Linked DNA regions of Hordeum vulgare: region 1 is linked to region 2. The links are chromatin contacts, called in public Hi-C maps. All regions are on one chromosome and are shown on one strand. The core of a region is the stretch at or near the end of the contact, and the rest is flanking DNA. Distances in the headings are between cores, read along the strand shown.

Evidence for each region. Hi-C and Micro-C count contacts between places; a contact is called where the count stands out from the background.
Region 1: a Hi-C map of seedling shows a contact between it and region 2, with 5 times the contacts expected there. The contact joins the promoter of LOC123407396 here to the promoter of LOC123413479 in region 2. A contact is called at or near these places in 2 of 6 Hi-C or Micro-C datasets (leaf and seedling).

Annotation. Positions count from the first base shown.
Region 1 is chr7H:441,448,990-441,454,616 of MorexV3_pseudomolecules_assembly, reverse strand. LOC123407396 (ferredoxin, chloroplastic) reads right to left here and starts at 3,474. Exons shown (of 1, transcript XM_045100521.1): 1 at 2,456-3,474. The coding sequence starts at 3,170. The coding sequence ends at 2,739.
Region 2 is chr7H:441,246,369-441,251,513 of MorexV3_pseudomolecules_assembly, reverse strand. LOC123413479 (1-phosphatidylinositol-3-phosphate 5-kinase FAB1A-like) reads left to right here and starts at 3,534. Exons shown (of 12, transcript XM_045106420.1): 1 at 3,534-3,616; 2 at 4,464-4,584. The coding sequence starts at 4,559.

The DNA of each region.
Region 1 (5,627 bases), core at 2,225-4,724, 200 kb before region 2:
AAAGACGATGATTCCCTCGCCGGCGACAACGACGGGTGCAGCAATGGTGATTGCAAGCTAGGGATTGGGTAGAGTCGGATGGGAGAGGTCGACAATGGGGGATAAGGCAACCACATTTGCAGGTTGAAGGTGCGGGCATGTCCCACTCACTCGCGGGAATGTGACCAAAATCAATCAATGGAGGGTGTTTATGGTCGCACGCTACTTTTTTGCATTTTTTGCAATATGTTTGCTTTACTGCTTTAGGGGTAGAATTTAATTTCCACCTTTTGTGGGGTTGAATTTACTTCATAAAGACTCATGATAGACTTTATCACCTTTTGGGTTGATTTGCTATTTTTAAGCATCAGATCAATTTCTAGCTATTAAGAGTATTGATTTTTTTTATACATAGATGTAAATTCAGTTTGAAAATGATGGAACTTTGCATGGTGTCATGATATGAAACCGAAGGTGTGGTAACAAAATTAGAGACTCACAGAAAAAATCCGATGCACTTCACGTAGAAATAACAGTCTCCACGGAAGTATCAACGTTTCTAAGGGAAAATGTTGGGTTTGAATGGGAACACAATTTTTTCATCATTTTTTAACAGAAACTTTTTTTATTTTTGGTATACACCATTACAAGTTCCTTGGTCAAATTCAGGACTATTCTAGTTTTCTATGATATATTTGGGGCATTAAATGCGTTTCTAGGTTTATATGATATATTTGGGGCATTAAATGCATTTTTAGTTTATCTAATGGACATAAATTAAATATGAACTACATATGCTGAAAAACTGCTCAAATATTGGTGAAACAATACTATTGTTTCACGAGACATAAATATTTGTCTTCGAACCTTTGAAAGTAATTTAAAATATATAGTTGTAGTTCAAAAAATATAATTATATTCAATTAAATACAACTTTATTAATAAAATGTCTAAAATATAGCAAATAAAGATACTACAAAGGTCAAACAATTCTCATACAGTAACAAAGTCACAAAAGAATACCACACTAAAATGTAAAAACAAATGCAGGAAATTAGAAAATTACATATGTGGTGCACTAATGGTTGGAGGAAACCGGTGCCTGCCAGTGACAACTTCACTGCCAGTGGTAGGTTGTACCCGACCGCCCGCCACTGAAAAGGTTTCCCCATGGCCAATGTGGGACTAGAAAATCAGTGGCGGGCGGCAATCCCTGCTCAGTAAATTGCAATGGCATGTACGTTGTTGGACCGAAGTACGAGTGACAGGTCCGAGACTATTCCAGCCACTAAAGTGACCCTATCTATAAGTATAATTTTTTCAATGGTGTGCATTATCTCCATCTAAGGCCCTGTTTGGAACCATCCAGATTATATAATCCAGTTTCTATAATCTATTTTGTCTTCAAACAGGACAGCTTATGGTGTAGATTATAAAAACTAGATGGATATATTATTAAAAACTCATAATCTAGTCTATACCAGCTAAAATCAGATTATGGATTGCTAATGATCTATTACCCTTGTAAAGTTGGAGATAATTACATTCCTACCACCGCCACCCTTTTTTTTTTTTAAACAGAGGGCAGACAGGTCATTATGCAATGTAAAATCTGGATTACAGTTTATATAATCCGGCCTCCAAACATGTCCATCTAGATTATTTTTATAAACCAGATTATATAATCTATCTTCATAATCTAGATTATTATAATCTACTCCCTCCGTTCCTAAATATAAGTCTTTTAAGCGATTTCACTAGTGGACTACATACGGAGCAAAATGTGTGAATCTACACTCTAAAGTATGTTTATATACATCTGTATGTAGTTTTTTAGTGGAATCTTTAAAAAGACTTATATTATGGAACGGAGGGAGTATTATAGTTCCAAACAGGGCCTAAGTCATCCAAGTGACTAACATGATAACTTGAGAAAGAGTAGGTCATCACGAGCCCTCCCCCCGGCAGTCGAAACAAGAACATGGTACAATCGTTTTAAAACACAACATGTTGGGGGTTTATAAAACCATTATGATGATCAACAACGAGGGTAGATGGTTCCACATCTAATGAAGTAAGACATCGATTTGTTATTTCTGACACTATGTTGCAAGGTTTCGACTTCACGGTGCATGTCACATATGGTTTAATTCAATTGCATTCACCTACAATCTCTGTACAAACTGTGACAAAGTGTATATAGCATCTCTGTACTAATCAATAGAGTAATATTCTATTTGATGTTAGAGTGGTTTCTAGAAAGGGGGTTGAAGACATTGTGACCTACCTTACTGTTTATTAATTTCAAGGTGCCCCCAAACACAATTCAAGAGCTACCTAGTGCGACGATGCATCATCAAAAATACATAAATGAGAAACAAGGCAAGGCATAACGCGGCGAAGCAATCAACTTGCAGCAACAAAACTTCAACATCAACCACCACCGTTAGCAACCAACATTCAGCAGTCTCTTATCTTAAGTAAAAAAGAAGATATTATTAATCAGAGAGACACCTCAGCCATCAGGATTCATTTCAGTACGTTGAATTAAGTACACGCTAGTATTACGACAGTAGTATATCTTACGGTACAAAAAGGTAGTAATTCGAAGACATTATTACTGGAGCAAACCATGCATCGAGCAATTCATTCGAGCACAAACAAATCGGTGTATCTGGCGATATCCATGCATGCATGCATGATGGGAGATAATATGATATCAGCTCGATCTTGTTGCAAAGAGAGGCAGGGTAAGCAGCTTATGCGGTGAGCTCCTCCTCCTTGTGGGTCTCGATGACGATGTCGGACTTGGGGTAGGCGTGGCAGGTGAGCACCCACCCTGCCTCCATCTGGTCGTCGTCGAGGAAGCTCTGGTCGGACTGGTCGATCTCGCCGGACACCAACTTGCCGGCGCAGGAGGAGCAGGAGCCGGCGCGGCAGGAGTAGGGCAGGTCGATGCCCTCCTCCTCGGCCTGGTCCAGGATGTAGACGTCGTCGGGGACCTCCAGCTCCACCTCGCCCTCGGGCGTCACCAGCTTCACCTTGTACGTCGCCTGCGCGCGGAGCCTGGCTCCCCGCACCTGCTTGGCGGCGGCGAGGCTGAGGGCCGCGGGCGCAAGGGCCACGCGGGGCGCCGGTGGCGCCACAGCGCGCACGGAGAAGGGCGCGCGGAGGCTCAGTGCGGCGGCCATTGGTGGCTAGCTGGAGCTAAGATGCTCTAGGTGTGGCTGAGGAGCGGATGAGAGGTGGAGCTAGGGGATGGAGGAGTGAGGGGGGCGGGAATAAGTAAGGGATTGGAGGGTGGGTGCCATGTGGAGGGGAGGGAGTGGGCGTCTTATCTTCGGTTGGATGGACGGGGCGACGAGGATCACACGCTGCTCATCTCGTCGTCGTCGAGGGGCGTGTGGCCGGCGAGATCCATCGGGGACATCCGCGTGACGTCGAGCTGGGCCAAATGAAAAGCGATCAAAGATTCACGAAAGTTAAATTGGTTGGAGGTGAGTGAGTCGCTCCATGTGTGTGGCTACTACGTACAGTAGCTCGGAACTACTTGAGGTGGGAGTAAACTGTAACGTGTTTGAAAGAAAAATGTAATAGTAAGAGCATTTTCAACTACTCGTCACAGTGAACAACTCTTCTCAGCAGCAGCGACACTCAAACCATCCTAAAAAATGATGCCTTTAAAAAAAAATCGGTGCACAAGCGTCATCGTCGTCCGATCCAAGATCTTAGGTTTTCTCCCTTAAAAAGACCGAGCTCTCGAAACAATACCTTCATCAAGGTAATATGAGGAGTATTTAATCAAAAACTACTACAATTCACGCCAACGTGCCCAGGAACTATCACAATTCGTTTTTGCGCCAAAAACTATCAATTTTTTTTTGCTAATCTGTGACTAAAAACAATCAAGTCTGCAAAACGCCTCATTTGGCTCGTTTAAACTCATTATGACAGGGTTGGCCCACATGTCAGGACGGAAAAGTCAGCACCGTTAAGTTTGCCGTCACCGGAGAAAGAGATCGAGACGGCGGCGGCCTTCACCGGAGGTGGAGAAGATGAAGTACGGCGGCGGTGCGACCGGATCTGGAGGAGACGACGCGATCTACACGCAGCACTCCGGCATGAGCAGGGCGGCGGGGAGGTCCGGGAGAGGCGGAACCAGGGCGACGCCTGCCGGATCTGGTGACGGCGAGACGCTGGCGACGACCGCTCGAGGCGAGGCCATGGCGATGGACGGCGCGGGGCGGTTCACGGGGCAACGAGGCTGCGCCAGGGAGGCGAGGCGGTGGGATCCAACCACGGCAGGGTCCACGACGGGAGGCCTTCGGCCGCGAGGCGCGGGGCGGCCGCCGCTCGGTGCGAGGGCATGGAGACTGGCAGCGTGGGGCGGTTCGCAGGACGCCGGGATCCGACGGCGACGTGGTCGGCGACAAGGAGGCCTGCCGACGGCGAGGCACGGGGCGGCCGCCGCTTTGGGCGAGGCCATGGCGACGGCGGCGGGGCTGCGCCAGGTAGGTTAATGGAGTAGTTAACGGATTAGGATAAAAGGCATTTCAAAGAGGCTAATGGAGCAATATTCACACTTGGTAGTTTTTTGCCACTGATTAGGATAAAAATGGTAGCTTTCGGCACAAAAACGTATAGTAGTAGTTTCTAGGCACGTTTCCATGAATTATGGTGGTTTTTGGTTAAATACTCTAATATAAGGCACAAAACGAAAGTTAGACCTTAGGTTTTCACCTTGAAAGTGATGACTCGGCACCTGAGGAGCACCACCAAAAATGATATTCTCGAGTGTTGTCGGTCATCCATCGTTACTCACATACTCCCTCCGTTCCTAAATATAAGACCTTTTAGAGATTGCACTATAAACTACATACGGATGTACATAGACATATTTTAGAGTATAGATTCACTCATTTTGCTCCGTGTGTAGTCTTATAGTGAAATTCCTAAAAGGTCTTATATTTTGGAACGGAGGAAGTATATTTCAAACACTTTTCCAACAAAGCAGATGAAACTCATGCAAACACAACGGATTTCATATAAACCGGACTAAATTCATTGCATTTTGGACATATTTGAACTAAAATAGGTAAAACTATGTGCACGTCTGGTCGCGTGGAGCTCCATTCTAACGACATGGATACCCTACACTAATCTATGGCCGAGCGCTGCGGATCCCTTTGTCTGCCTCATGTCCGGCAGCCTGCTCATCGGACTATCGGGAGCCCCAGAGGTATACCCCCCCCCCCAATTATGTGCTAGAATTTTATAATTTTGGGCCAGCCCAATGACCTTTTTCAGAATTTCTAATAAATCCTAGAGGCCCACTTAGCCCACTCGTGCAAGGCAAGAGGAGGGACTAAAGTTTAGTCCCACATTGCTAGTTTGGTAGGAGTTGGACCTCCTTATAAGAAAGGATGTTTCCACACATGTATGAGCATGAGAACAAGAGAGACATACACGCACGCTCCTCCTCCTCCGCCGCCCGTCTCGCCTCGTCACGAAACGGGGTATCTATGATATTTCTATATATATATATAGGATATGATATATAATATGACATCCGATTTGTCAAAGGGATTGGATTCGTGACTTACCCATTCAATGACTTTGGCACTGGACGTTCCAAAAACAGGTACTAT
Region 2 (5,145 bases), core at 2,285-4,784:
TATGCAATATACAAATTGAAAGTATTTTTAATATTTCTATGATATTTGACATGTCATGACTCTGACATCCGAATAAGGGGTTTCCAAATTCTCGGAATTATATTTTCTCACGTACCAAAGAGACCCATAAACACAACTTTATCACAATTCAAATATGTTTATTTCGTGTTATTCGTGAAGAATGCTGCTAGATATATGCTACATTTTGTATGAAACTTGTATCAAATTACCAATTAAATCGTATCCCGGGCACACCCCTTTGATTAACCCATCATACAAGTTTCACACACTTCACGTTGTACACGAAGTAGTTTCTGTTTGGAAAGTTGTTGTACACAAGAGAAAATAATCTCTGAGAGACCCAAACTATGCATCACCCAATGCGCATCATGTTATTTTAAGCAAGTAACTCCCAAGAGGCCAATGCCAAAAAAGGGATACGAATGCAAGAGAGATTCATGCACTCACTCTCAACACAGAAATCCACCACTAACAATGGTTGTCCTTTTACAGTTACTACCTAAAGCTTAATCTAGCTAAATCACTGAAAATATATAACGGCAAAAACATCAAACAAGACACCGATGTAGAATGCCATCAAGAACACATTTAGGCACACATCAATGTTCTCAAAACCATCTAGTGAAACCAAACACGGGTTTTCACCCTAGAGTACACCTTGGTTCTTCTTGACATAAACCAATAGTGAATGGTTGATCATTCAAAGGCTTAAAAAGGTATCCAAAGGGAACATCTATAGGAAAGTGATGGTGCACGATCGTTGTTGTTGCTAGACTCCATTATTACTCGACTAAACCAATAAAGTTATATATTCTTACTCCTACTTATATTTTGTCGATGTTTGTTAAAGCCATGCGGTCGAAGCGCATGCCATAACTACTTGCCTAGTAGGTGCCAGTTCACTGACTCTTGATCATTATCTGGATTAGTGATGTGCAACACAAAACGTATATCATCCTTATTATGGAGAGCGGAAAACATGTTTCCTCACTAGTGTTAGACTGCTCCCGTCAAACACCAGTACTCCACCGCATGCAAAATTACCTTGAAATTAGGCTTTCAAGACAATCCAAAGCCACGAGATCTAATCACATGCCTACTTGCCTAGTCGGCGTCACCACAATGCCGCCACGCCGACTCTTGATCATTATCCGAACTAGTCATGTGTCGCACGCAACATGTACTACCCTCGCCTTGGAGCGCATCGAAAAGCAGTTGAGCCCCCTAATGCAAGATTGCTCGAGTCCAAGACCATTATTCCTTTCCACACAAAGTTATCCCAAAATCAGGATTCAAGATGTTGTTAAGGTATGTCGTGGAATACATGCCACCACAATCACCATAAGAAGATGGGGTGAGGAGCCCCACGCCGCTGCGTGCTATCCGAGAAGCCGCCAACAATAGCAACAAGGGAGGAGGCAGTGAAGGACAAGGTAATGGTAAAGTCACACAAATCCTATAGTTGTCGTGGCCGCGACAACCCACGAGGGATGCCGTATTTTTCTCGCTTGACAAGACATATGTATTCATGACTTACCCGTTACCAACACTTACAATTACAAAACTAAACGTATCCGTTTCAACTTGATTGGATTAAACGATAAAATCATGACTTGGCACAATGGACATTTGTCAGCTGAATAATAACATGCAAAGCTCTTGCTTGTTCTTTATGAAAAAGAAAAAGACTAGTGGATATTTGAATTCTTCTACAAAGGAAAGAGCCCAGGGCGAACGCCAACGTTGTTGCTTATAAAAATGAGAAGTTAAGTAGGATAAGCCCAATGGCAAGGTTTTGCAAACATATGCCAAAGACATGCACATCAATCCCACCGAATGGGAGTTACCATGAAGGTATTTACGAGATGCGAAATATTACAATATGAACAAACCGTTCTTCCCGTTGAAAAAAAACACATAATACCTATCTTCAAGTAGTAGTTTTTTTTTTTTTTTTTTTTTTTTGCAAATAAGGAAAAAAAAAACAGTCTGTTGAATTTGCCGTGTGAAGGCTGTTCCATTTGTTGCCCCGGTCGTCGTCAGGTCACGGCCGCTAGTGACCAAGGACCAACCAACCAAACCGTGTCGGCGCTATCTGCTGCGTTGCGTGCCACAATAGATTAACACAGCAACCCCCCAAAAAAAAACTGCAAAATACCCCACGCACCATAGATTACAATAATTTCGCTGAAAAAAATACAGTATACTGTATATAGGAGTACTAATTCTCTGAACTAAGATGTCAGTCAGGCCCATTTTTCCCTATACATATCTTTATCGTGCGTTCTGCCGCTGAAGGGGAAGAAGGTAGAAGAAGTCCGGAAACTGTTGAAATTTGGAGGTGGGCCTTAGGCCCACTAGAGAATTTCAGAAAAATCTAAAGGGCCCATGTAGGTGGTGGCATGGCAAGGTGGTGGGAGTTTAGTCCCACCCCGCTAGTGGAGGAGAGTTTGGACCCCTTTATAAGGGTCTCTCTTCCACATGCTATTGGAGAGTGAGAAGAGAAGGTGCCCTCGCGCACTCCTCCTCCGCCGCCCGCCTCGCCACGCCACGCCTCGTCACGACGCGCCGCGGGTTGCGGGAATGAGCCGAGCCCATACCTACGCGCTTATTTTTGCCGGTCAGGAACGGAGAATACGTAACGGACAAGGAAACGATCCGAGACGTCGGATCGTGATCGTTACCGACTCGGACTCTTCCACCCAGCCGTCTTTATAAGCACGCGATCGCCTACCCTAGCCGTCACGAAATCAGATCACATCTGCCTCACGCGTTCGTTCCTTGAACTGCTGCTGCCGCCGGCGACTCCGTCCCGTTTACCGCGTACACGGTCGACGGGAGAGCAGGCCTCCGAAACCTCGCCTCTCCGGTTCCTGTACGGGAGAGGGGCGATTAGGTTTTTGGGGAGCGATCACGCGACTGCTCGCCTCCGTCCGTCTGCTTCGTCTACGTCCGCGTCGCCCTCGTCATCGCCATGTCTTCACCAAGCGAAGCTGATCGTCTCCGCGAGGAAGCCGAAAAGAAGACGGCAGAGGATACTGCCTCTGCCGCCGCCGCCGCCGCTGCTGCTACGGCCAACTGGCCGATTGGAGGGTATGACTCGTTTATCCTCTTGTTCGTATTTATTCTAGCAGTACTACTTGTTTGCATAGATGTATCCACTATATGCGTAGTATGTGCTAGGTTAGCTCAACATCAGTATGTCATTAGTCTAGTCAATGCCATGCTAGTTATTATTTTGTGGATTAATCTACTCGGAAAATTGCCTATTTACTCAACAGAAACAAGATTAATATACGAGCCGTGCAGGTGGCGTGGGGTCCAGCGCGAGGTGGAGGACAAGTATTTCTTTCGTGCGCTGCGCCCGCTCCCTCCTTCTCCTCCCCCCTGCTCTTTTTCTTCTCCCCTCGTGTCGTCGCCTTTCCATCCTCGTTCGCCCGCCGTTCGCGACCGCATCTCCTCTCCGCTCTATTCTTCCACGCGCACGCGCGCAGGCCACCGGACCAACTCCTGCTCGCCAATACATCCGTCGGCCCGCGAGGCCGCCCCGACGCCGACGAGCTGAACGTCGCCGCGGAGCTCCCCCGCGCGCGCGGTAAGGCGGAGGTCCACTCCCCTCCCCTTGTCCCCTTCTCTTGCGATTTTCCGGTCATTTCTCGGTTGTTGTCGTCGTCTTCGTTGCTCATCGGGTGGGGGTCGGACGAACTTGGAAGAACATACATACCACATACCGTACGTACGTGCGTGCGTGCGTACCTACGTAGCAGTAGGTAGGTCGTGGGCATGGCCTATGGGTGCAGGAGGAGGAAGGGACGGGTTTCAAACTTTGAATTGGGGATTGGGATGTTTCTGTCGCGGCGCCTGACCCGGGGCCGTTGCTGACCTGGACCCACGCGCTTGGATACTTCCTTCTTCAATATCTGCCCTTTTTTATTTTCCTTCCTCTTCCTGTGTGGGGTTTGTTGCGCCATCATAGGGGAGACAGCCTGGCCGTGGCCGTGGCCGGCCTTTGGATTGATCGCCGCAATTGCTTCGATTCCAACTACTACTACCTGGGAGTACTACTACTACTATCCTCATCCTTCTCTACCTTTTCTTCCCCTTTTGATTTGATTTGATAGTGCAAGTAGTAGTAGTATAGGATCCGGCTTCAGTTTCCCCGCCCGCTTCGGCGTCGACTGCGCGGTTCGGTTTCCATTTCGCGCGATCCGAATCAAGCGCCGCTCGATTCCGGCGTCCTCATCGTGAGCACCGGTGGACGGACGCGTTTCGTTTCTGGGCTCAATTTTTCGTTTGCCTTGGGAGTTGAGATTGCTTTTAATTTCTGTTTCCCTGTCGGTTGGTGGGTTTCGATTTTTGAATTGACCGAGTAGTTGTGATTTCTTGTCTTCAATTAATATAATGGACTGATTGCTTCCTTCCTTCCATGCTGAACTGGTCAGGTCAAGGCCATACACACCCAGAGATCTGAGGCGTCAGGAGCAGGAAGAGGAGGAGGAGGAGCCAGGGCATGTGACGGCCCCCCTCGTCGGTGGACATGTGCCCGGACATGAATCCACGAAGGTAGTGCTTCATTCCCACGACTCCATTGGTCTGAATAGTATACCGTTCATACTATGCACATGTTCAGATGCTCAGCGGGAGCTCTGCCTGAACACTGCCAACTGTGTAACCTCAGATACACCTGCTCATTACGTTATTATGTCTGAACAAGGCCAGCTGCAGCCTCAGACACTTATTTAGGCGTATGCAGTGTACCACACTTGCTTAGCCTTGTTTTAGATAATAGTGGAAGAGAATTCTCGCCCCGTCCGAATATGCACGCGACCAACCTTGCTTAGCCATTAATTCACCAGAGTCTTTTGTTCAGCATCGAGACACTTCAATTTTTCTGTTTCTCGTTTTGTACGCCTGAAAGGTTGGTCAATATCGCCGACAAGAACCTGACACCTGTGTTTGGGGGGTCATGCTCAAGGAAGATATCTTTGTTCATTTCTCCAGCCAGCTAAGCTCGTAGATATTTAACCTGGATAACCTAGTTTGGTAGAGAAATGCCCTTGAGGCAAGGGAACTGTCTTGCCAGGTATTTTGTGTGTCTGCGTCTGGGTGCTTTTTAAATTCCGT